3 separate regions of the Mus musculus genome follow, and all the other regions are linked to region 1. The links are chromatin contacts, called in public promoter capture Hi-C maps. All regions are on one chromosome and are shown on one strand. The core of a region is the stretch at or near the end of the contact, and the rest is flanking DNA. Distances in the headings are between cores, read along the strand shown.

Region 1 (2,700 bases), core at 77-2,576:
AAATTTACTAGTCGAGTTGAAGTAATGTTCAAAAGCCTAAGGTATCTCGAAAACTTGTCTTAAGTTTTCTTTTTTCAATGTAACTCCACTTCCCCCAATACTCTTGGTTCGACAAAGCTGGGGTTAAAGGGAGAGGTGAAACACCGGAACCAAAACACAAAATTACGGCTCCAAATCACCGCTGTAACTACTTAAGTATTTATAATTGCTAAAATCATTCTTCGACTGTAACCCATCCTAAACCCCCGCCCCTCTCCCTAGAGAATAAAGCTCCCTTAAGCCCAACTGAGTCCCCCCCAGCAGGTACAAAGTGCCAGGAACCGTGTCCCGCCCAGCTGTCAGTGCCTTCGCCGGCTGAGAAGTCCCAGGGAGTGAACTCCGGAGCGCTCAGCGCCGGGAGCACGCGAAAGCGAGGCTCGGGAAGCCGGCTGCGCCCCAACTCCTTTTTGTTTTGTTTAAATCGGCCTGCAGAGGGAGGAGCCGGGCCTCGCCCGCGGGCCTAGTCGCCGGGTCAGGCCGAGCAGCGCCTCCCGGAGCCGGCCAAGTCCACCCCCACCTCTTTCGCCATTCATCGCTTCCTCCCCTCCCCCCCATCATGTGACCGCAGCCTGGACGCCAGGCTTGTTTTTCCCCCTTAGCGCAGCCCCACCGCGCACCGCGCAGGCGCCTCGGAGCCCATTCATTCGAACTGCGTAACAATGAGCCCCGGGCCCGACGGCTCCGCGAGCTCCCCCGCCCGGCCCGGGCCCCGGAGGCAGCTTCGCCTCCCCGGAGCCCCCGGCCCGCTGGAGCTCGCGGCCGGCGTCCGCCCTCGGCCCCCGCAGCGGGGAGTGGCGAGGCAAACTTTCCGGAGCCCTCCGGAGCGCCAGGCCCCTCCCCTGCCCCGGCCCCTTCCCCGCCGGCCCCCACCGCGAGCGCCACCGAGCCCCGAGCTCCGCCACCCCCACCACCCCGAGTCCTGGGAGCCGCGGCCGTCCAGGCTCGGAGAGCTCCCGGGAGGCCCGGACGGCGGGTTCCGCGCAGGGGATCCAGTGCCCAGAGTCCCAAGGGTCTCCGCTCTCGCGGCCGCTGCCCGGCCCCGAAGCTCCAGCCCCTCCCTTGCCCACCCCCCACCCCTCAGAAACCCCGCGACCACACAGAGTCAGGACGCAGGCCGTCTGTCGCGACAGCGTCGCCAGCTGCTTGCCTGCGCGTTTCCCGACGGCTGCCCACCTCTCTGTGGCGCGCCGCGACTCCCACCGCCGCGTTTACTCCTCAGCCGAAACTTTCCTACTTACCAAACCCGTCGCCATTACCAAGTCTTTCAAGCTTCGTCTTCCCCCTCCCCTGAAGCCCCCGGGGGGCTGAGCCTTCGTCCACCTTTCTCGTCTTTAATTGGTCTGAAGAACTGCCACTCTAAGGTTCCGCCTTTCCATTGGAAAGTGCCGTAGTCCGTCTCGGTGGGCGGGCATGTATTGACTTTTCTCTTGTGTTTACTGGAGAAGGTGGCTTGTCAATCACTACAGAAAGCGCTTTGGATTGGATTGCTGCCGAGACACGGGGGACGGGAGCCAAACTTTGCTATCGAAGTGGATTGTGGGTTAGTAGTCTCAGCCTTGCTCCTTAGCTGAGGAAATTACCGGGGGGGAGGAGCTGACTGAACTACATATCCCAGAGGTACGCGCACAACGCAGTCTTGATAGTAAACAAGAGTCATAGGGACACGTGTATCAGCTCGTTTGTTTTGGTGTCTGAGACAAAAGGGAGGGGGCGGAGGATAGGAGTGTTTTAAAGCCAGGGCCACCTCTCTTCCTTTAGGCCTCCCAGAGGGCCTAGAGCGTCCTTGGTTGGGTATTTCAGCACCCATTCCAGGCCATAAACAGCAGAGTCGCTTGCTGCTCAAAGTTTGGCTGGTGGCCAAGGTATTGTTTTAGTGCGAGGGGAAGAAGATGACTGCACAAGCGGAAGCAGTGCAGGCTAGCCAGGGACTTGATCACTTACAAATCACGGCCCAAGCACGTTGGGGATTACAAAAGTTGATTCAGTACTGCCCTCCCTTAGCAGATGAGCTAGACAGATTTTTTTTTTTTTTTTTTTTTAAACTTAACCAGCCCTTGACTCAATACGCCGCCAACAACAACTGGGGAAGATTTACCAGTGTCCAGTTTGACCAGAATTAGTTGAGACACAGCCAAGTGCCATGTACTGTAGGGTTTAAGAATGAGACAGTATCGGACTCAAGAATTTATACAGCTGTTTAGAGTACTGGACTATTGCTTTGAATTTGAGGCATTCGAAGCGATGTTTCCTTATTGGCCTACATTTTCTTTTAAATTAATACAGAGGAGTGTAGATAGACTGTATTTGTCCGAAGTTAGTTGCTAGGTTACTTGTGTCTTTGGTGAATATTTTTAACTGTCTCTCCCTCCCTAAGCGTTCAGACAGAAAACTGCCTTTCCACTCTGTTTCTACTAGAAGTTCCTCCTGATTTTTCTAAGGGAGTTACCAAAAGTGGGGAATGGCTTTTCTGTGTTAGTTGCTTCCTTTTAAAGGAGGTTGCTCATAGCATCTGGGTGCAGTCAGTCTGTAATTGGCATTTTTACTATTCACATTATAAGCATTACTATAGGCATTATTGAGCTTTTTTTCTTTGAACATGAAGTGTTTAATCATGTAGGGTATGGATTAGGTTTTATTTCTTCCTATTACTAGAAATGTGCT
Region 2 (2,700 bases), core at 196-2,695, 570 kb before region 1:
TAACATTGTATTTAATTGGTTAAAAAAAAATCAATCTCTCTCTTGCACACATGCACACACACACACACACACATCTTGCTGTGTAGCCTTCTCATAATCCTCCTGCCTAAGCCTCCCAAACGCTGTGTAGTGATTACATGTGTGAAAACACACCCAAGACCCCGTTCCTTTTTTACTTTTTAAAAAAACACATGACTGTTAGAATATAATTTATATATGTTGCCTTTATCTGTCTGCACGTCAGTGGCTATCAATTTATCTGTATTGGACATCTCTGCTCTGAAAACTACGGATGAGGTAGGCTGACTTCTTGACAGGCTTCAAATTGGCAGTTCAGGAGACTAGGCCTAAATCTTTGTTACTACGAACTGGGCAAGTCTGGGCAAGTCCAGGCCCTGCCCCCTGGCCTGAGGCAAGGACAAAGGGTCAGCCGCAGTTTCCAGACTTCCTCAGCAACAGTTTCCAGTCCCCCACCCCCACCCCAGCAATGGGTTCTGGAATGTCTCTAGAGATAGAGCCAACGATTAAGATAGAGGTCACCTACCCCTCCCCAGAATTCCCCTAATATGCTTTAAGTCTGGACTGGAAGCTTACTGGGGCACCTCCATCATGGTAGATGGTAGACCCCAGCATGCAGATGTCTGCAGAATAAAACACTCTCTGCTTTTGCATACTATTTGAGTCTGGGGTATGATTCTTTGGTGAGTCATGGACCCTTACATGGGTAGGGCTTGATACTCAAGCGTGGCCACAGTCGTTAGTTCACAGACTTACATCACAGGAAGGAGGGGGGAGGAGAAGGAAGAGGAGGAGGAGGAGGGAGAGGAGAAGGAGGAGGAGGAGAAAGAGATGAAGACTTTAGATGCTCAAGTGGACACAGAGATAAGACATTGCACTGTTTTACTCCAAGTACATTAGAATAGATCAAATAAAAAGGAATTTAGAGCCAATCAAAATAAAGAAGCAGCTTCGGAATGACTCAGAGTCCTCAAGGAAGCCATGCTTGTGCTTGGCTCTACCCCTGCATGCTTCAGGTCTAACTAGCTAACATATATTGTTTTGCACACAAAAAAATTGGGGGGTGGGGGTGGGCGTGGAATCTCTATTAGCTGCAACAAAAAGACTTCTGACTAGTACACCTTGGCATTGATGGAGTGGCAAACAAATAGTTAAAAACAGAGGGAGCGAGGCTGGGAAACAAATAGTTAAAAACAGGAAGCGAGGCTGGGAAACAAATAGTTAAAAACAGAGGGAGCGAGGCTAGGAAAGAAATAGTTAAAAACAGAGGAAGCGAGGCTGGGAAAGAAATAGTTAAAAACAGAGGAAGCGAGGCTGGGAAACAAATAGTTAAAAACAGAGGCAGCAAGGCTGGGAAAAGGCTTAGCTGGTAAAGGGCTTGCCCGGCAGGCGTGGGGACCTCAGTTTCAATCTCCAGCATCCTTGTAAATAAACCTCACTACCGCAGCACACACCGTAATCCCAGCATAGGGAGGTAGAGGGAGCTCCCTGTCCCGCCAAAATAAGCAAAACAAACGAGTTGTAGGTTCAGCGAGAGATTCCCGTCCCTTCCTGAAGAAGACATTTGACACCAACCTCTGGCTTCCCTATACACCCCCCCACACACATGCGCCTGCATACACACATGCATAAATAAGGAAATTACTGTTCAAATGGATGAAAGCTAAGTGGCAAGGATACATTAACATGCTATTTGGTGATAAATAGATCAGCTAAGGTTTGCTCAAAGAAAGAAGCGGGCATCCTGTGGTTGTTTGATTGTCTTGGGTAGCCCTGGAATGTTCGCTCTGCCTGTTTCTCTGGCTTGGGATCAACAAGAAAGAGTATTTCCTTATCTCTTTCCCTCAAGAGGATTGCTTTTCAGAGTTTCTCTTATCTTAAAAGGATGAATTCTTGAAGTACCTAAATCAGAGTGTTGAGTGTTTGAACTATATTAACATCTATGAAATCGGAGAAGAGACTGTGCGACCATTCGACCATTCGACCACGCAAGGTAAAGGTCAGTGCTTGAGGCACTAGGGAGTAAATAAGAGAAAACTGAGCATGTTCTCAGCTTCCTGGCTCGGGATCCTTAGACTTAGGAAAGACTAGAAGAGTCGACACAGTGGGGGCAGGTGTCTGGGTTGAGGCTCACAAGCCGTTTGTGTATTCTCTTAGTGGATGAGGGTACTCCCAAAGCGTCTCTTGTCACTTCTTTGTCCTACCCACAATATGACTTCATGAAACCCTCGGGCTCTGGAGCTCACCAGGCAAGAGTCTCCACCTCATCTGCTGTGGATGCACTTCCTGATCTCCCAGAATGCTCAGCCACTGCTCCACTCAAAGCAGCTCCTCCCACAACAGTGGCGTGTTTGGATGCAGGGCCACGAAGCCAGTCTCCTTTGTAGCGAAGCACCCGAAGCGCATTGCTTTGTGGGTATCTGTGTGCGGGAGAATAAGCACGCCACACGGGCAGAGCTCTTTTTCCTCCTCCGTGTACCCATTGCATTCATCTTCCTCCTCCGTTTTCTATTGATAGCCAGTTCTTCTCAAGTTTCTTCAAGCTCAGTGATGGGAATAGTTACCCTTGTCCCTGGTGTACCTTAACCACTGCCCTTATTTCCCACAACTCTTCTCCAAGCCAGCCAGTCCTATGTGTTTTGCCTCCTTGAAACCTGCCCTCTTTCTCAGATGACCACTGGT
Region 3 (2,700 bases), core at 127-2,626, 600 kb before region 1:
AAATCTAATAAAAATATATTTAATGGCTTACAGTTTTATTAAAACTTCAGAAAGCATTGTTAATTTTATTGCCAAGGATCAGTTTAGTATTCTAATTAAAATCCCAAAACTTTGAATTCAGGTATTTAAGTATTTCAATGATATTCATTTCATCTGTCATTCTGCTTCCTAACAAATCTACTTAACAGTCTGTAATCACTTATAAGATCTATAAAGATGTTCTTAAGCCACCAACTGGACTAGGAAAATGTACCAACAACGGAGTGGCCTCACATTCTGGAAGTCCCACAAATTGCATCATAATCTCACACTCTCTAAGCAGTGTGACTACCATTTCCTAAGGCCAGGGCCACATAAAGAAAGCACACTTCCAGCTCCTATCACAGCGAGTAAGCAATGGACAGCAGCGACAATATACTCTGATGCAGCAAGGTTTTTTACTTGAAGACAACTTCTGCACCTGAGATCAAGATATGCCAACCAAAGAGGAACAAAGAACTGTCTGTACTGAGAGACGCGGCTCACCTTCTCCCTAAAACAGTGACATTTTGCGTGTTACATTAACTTTTAAAGACACAGACGGCTCAGCCGTGAAGAGTCTCATTTCTGTATTGTCCCTAAAGTTATCCTGCTACCCTGCCACTAGGCCTCATACATTCAATTTGGCAGCTGTCAATTGGCAGGTGAAATGGGAAAGTTGTTTGGACGACAAACCGCTGCAATTAAAACTATAAGCCCCAGGGCCTGACTGATGGCAGGGTGCACTAGTTTAGAGACGTGAATGAAAACAGATCCTTGGAGGAGGAACTCGCGGGACGGTGTGTTGGAGCTGACCACGTCTGGGCCAGTCGGGCCTCAAGGTTACTTCCCCGCCGTAGGAGAGTAGGCCACCCCCCGGGTCATTAGGATGAGGCGAAAGGTAGGAAGGGGCAGGCCGCGCGTGGCAAGGGTCATTTACTCCTCCCCGAAACTGGGGGAGGGCCCAGGCCCCTGGACCAGCGTCCGGGTCGTGTGGGGCTGCGGGCAGTCATTCCGCAGCAGGGCCCTCCCGAGCCCGGGCTCGCGCTCCCCGCTGCCTCGGGAGGCCGCACCGAGCCGGCATAGAGGCGGGGCCGCGGCGGTTCCCGGCGGCAGGCCGCGTCCGGGCCCACAGCGGGCGTCTAAGTGCCTGTGGTCCAGCATCATCCCCTCGCGGGCCGCCCTCACCTTGGCCAAGGAGCGGTACACACGACTCCAGCTCTGCATCGTCCCTCGGTCCCGTCCCTCCAACCAGGGGTTTTCACCTCCGCTGAACGCCTGGTAAGACTTATCCAAGGTCTCCCCACCCTGCGCCTGCGCAACATATACGTCATCGCCGAGGAGCAGCGCGATTGGCCCGAAAGGCAGAGGCTTTCCGGTCGCTTCGTCGTGCGCTGTCGTGAAGGGCGCTGCGCTTTGTGGCAGCTGGGGAATTGGAGAACTGTTGCTCAAATGACTGGAGTAGAGTTGCAAATTATCCTTGAAAGACGAACTAGATAAATAAAAATGTTGTTTCTTCAGTAAAGCCCACAGAAAGTAAAGTTTAAATAGGAAAGGAAGAAAAGTTTGACAACTTGACAAGCTTATGGTTGTGCTAGATATTCGTGGGCAGTAGGCTTTATCTAGCTTTACAAAAACCGTATGAACTGTTTGCATTTTCTGGATGGAGCCCTGAGAGGTTAAAGAAAGCAAAGGAGAGGTAACTGCAGCTCTACGAACAAAGGCTTTGATTTTAACGGCTGGTTTACAATCTCTGTTCTCGAAGGCAATGGAAAGGATAGGCTTGAACCTTTCTTCACCAACATCCTGTTCTGAAAACTGCGCTAACAAAAAGTATAGAAAACAAGCTCCCTTCTATTTTTGTATTTTGAAAGCACGCCTCCCTTGTAGAAGAAACTAGAAGGGTTGGGATGGTGGGTGAGGTGTTAGGTTTTCATTGAGAGTGCACCTAAAAGATTGCTAACTGTTGTCTATAAGATTGAGCACAGAGCCTGGCGTGGTGGGCTACGCCTTTAATCCCAGCACTCGGGAGGCAGAGGCAGGCAGATTTCTCAGTTCGAGGCCAGGCCAGCCTGGTCTACAGAGTGAGTTCCAGGACAGCCAGAGCTCCCTATCTCGAAAAACAAAAACAAAAACAAAAAAAAAAAAAAAATTGAGCACAGAGATTTAAGGTCTGATACCACTTTGTAATAACAGTCTCTAGTTTAAACCTTAACTCTATACTTCTCAAAAGTTTACAGCCCAGGCACTGTACTGAACTCCATAGAGTTAGGGATTAGATGAATATTACTTCTTACCTATCTATGCCCATTTAGAAGGAAAAAGACATGAATAAATGATTTTTTAATGTTATGACGAAAGCTAGCTGTTACCAAATATTAATCACCACCACAACCCCTTTTTGGTTTCTTGAGAGAGTGTCTCATGTGTCCCAGACTGGCTTCAAACTCAATATAGAGCTTAGAATGACCTTGAATTTATAGTCCTCTTGCCTTCATCTCCTGAGTGCTGGGATTACAGGTGCCCACCACCATGTGTTGCTGATTGCTGGGAACGGAACCCAGAGCTTCTAGTATACCAGGCAAGCATTCTTCACCTGAGTTACATCTTAAGCCCTTGTTTTCCCCTTTCATAAGATAAGAGATTGTTCAGCTGGACAGATGGGTATTCAGAATAGCATTG

The links. Promoter capture Hi-C pulls out the DNA fragments that hold promoters and counts their contacts.
Region 2: a contact with region 1 is called in a promoter capture Hi-C map of second pharyngeal arch cranial neural crest, with 4 times the contacts expected there. The contact joins the enhancer-like site here to the promoter of Hbp1 in region 1. A contact is called at or near these places in 15 of 39 promoter capture datasets (the 3T3-L1 cell line, 3T3-L1-derived adipocytes, the C10 cell line and 10 more), 3 of 484 Hi-C or Micro-C datasets (the N1E-115 cell line, ganglionic eminence and uterus), 12 of 115 datasets of contacts at active chromatin or transcription factors (astrocytes, embryonic hindbrain, embryonic limb bud and 9 more) and 1 of 9 other capture datasets (adipose tissue).
Region 3: a promoter capture Hi-C map of liver shows a contact between it and region 1, with 8 times the contacts expected there. The contact joins the promoter of Dld here to the promoter of Hbp1 in region 1. A contact is called at or near these places in 21 of 39 promoter capture datasets (the 3T3-L1 cell line, 3T3-L1-derived adipocytes, the C10 cell line and 13 more), 5 of 484 Hi-C or Micro-C datasets (B cells, CD4 T cells, CD8 T cells and 1 more), 8 of 115 datasets of contacts at active chromatin or transcription factors (astrocytes, bone marrow-derived macrophages, effector CD8 T cells and 5 more) and 3 of 9 other capture datasets (adipose tissue, embryonic stem cells and liver).

What each region holds. Positions count from the first base shown.
Region 1 is chr12:31,948,919-31,951,618 of GRCm38.p6, forward strand. Hbp1 (high mobility group box transcription factor 1) reads right to left here and starts at 1,327. Exons shown (of 11, transcript NM_153198.3): 1 at 1,278-1,327. The coding sequence starts at 1,292.
Region 2 is chr12:31,375,041-31,377,740 of GRCm38.p6, forward strand. No RefSeq gene overlaps it. Among named protein-coding and RNA genes, the nearest start is that of Dld, 25 kb to the left of the region's middle. Within about 2 kb of position 1,446, at least 52 of the 459 cell types and tissues checked have an H3K27ac peak or open chromatin away from gene starts, as enhancers often do. A contact at or near this core is called in the N1E-115 cell line, embryonic limb bud, second pharyngeal arch cranial neural crest and 1 more, where this site is marked.
Region 3 is chr12:31,350,095-31,352,794 of GRCm38.p6, forward strand. Dld (dihydrolipoamide dehydrogenase) reads right to left here and starts at 1,377. Exons shown (of 14, transcript NM_007861.5): 1 at 1,207-1,377. The coding sequence starts at 1,245.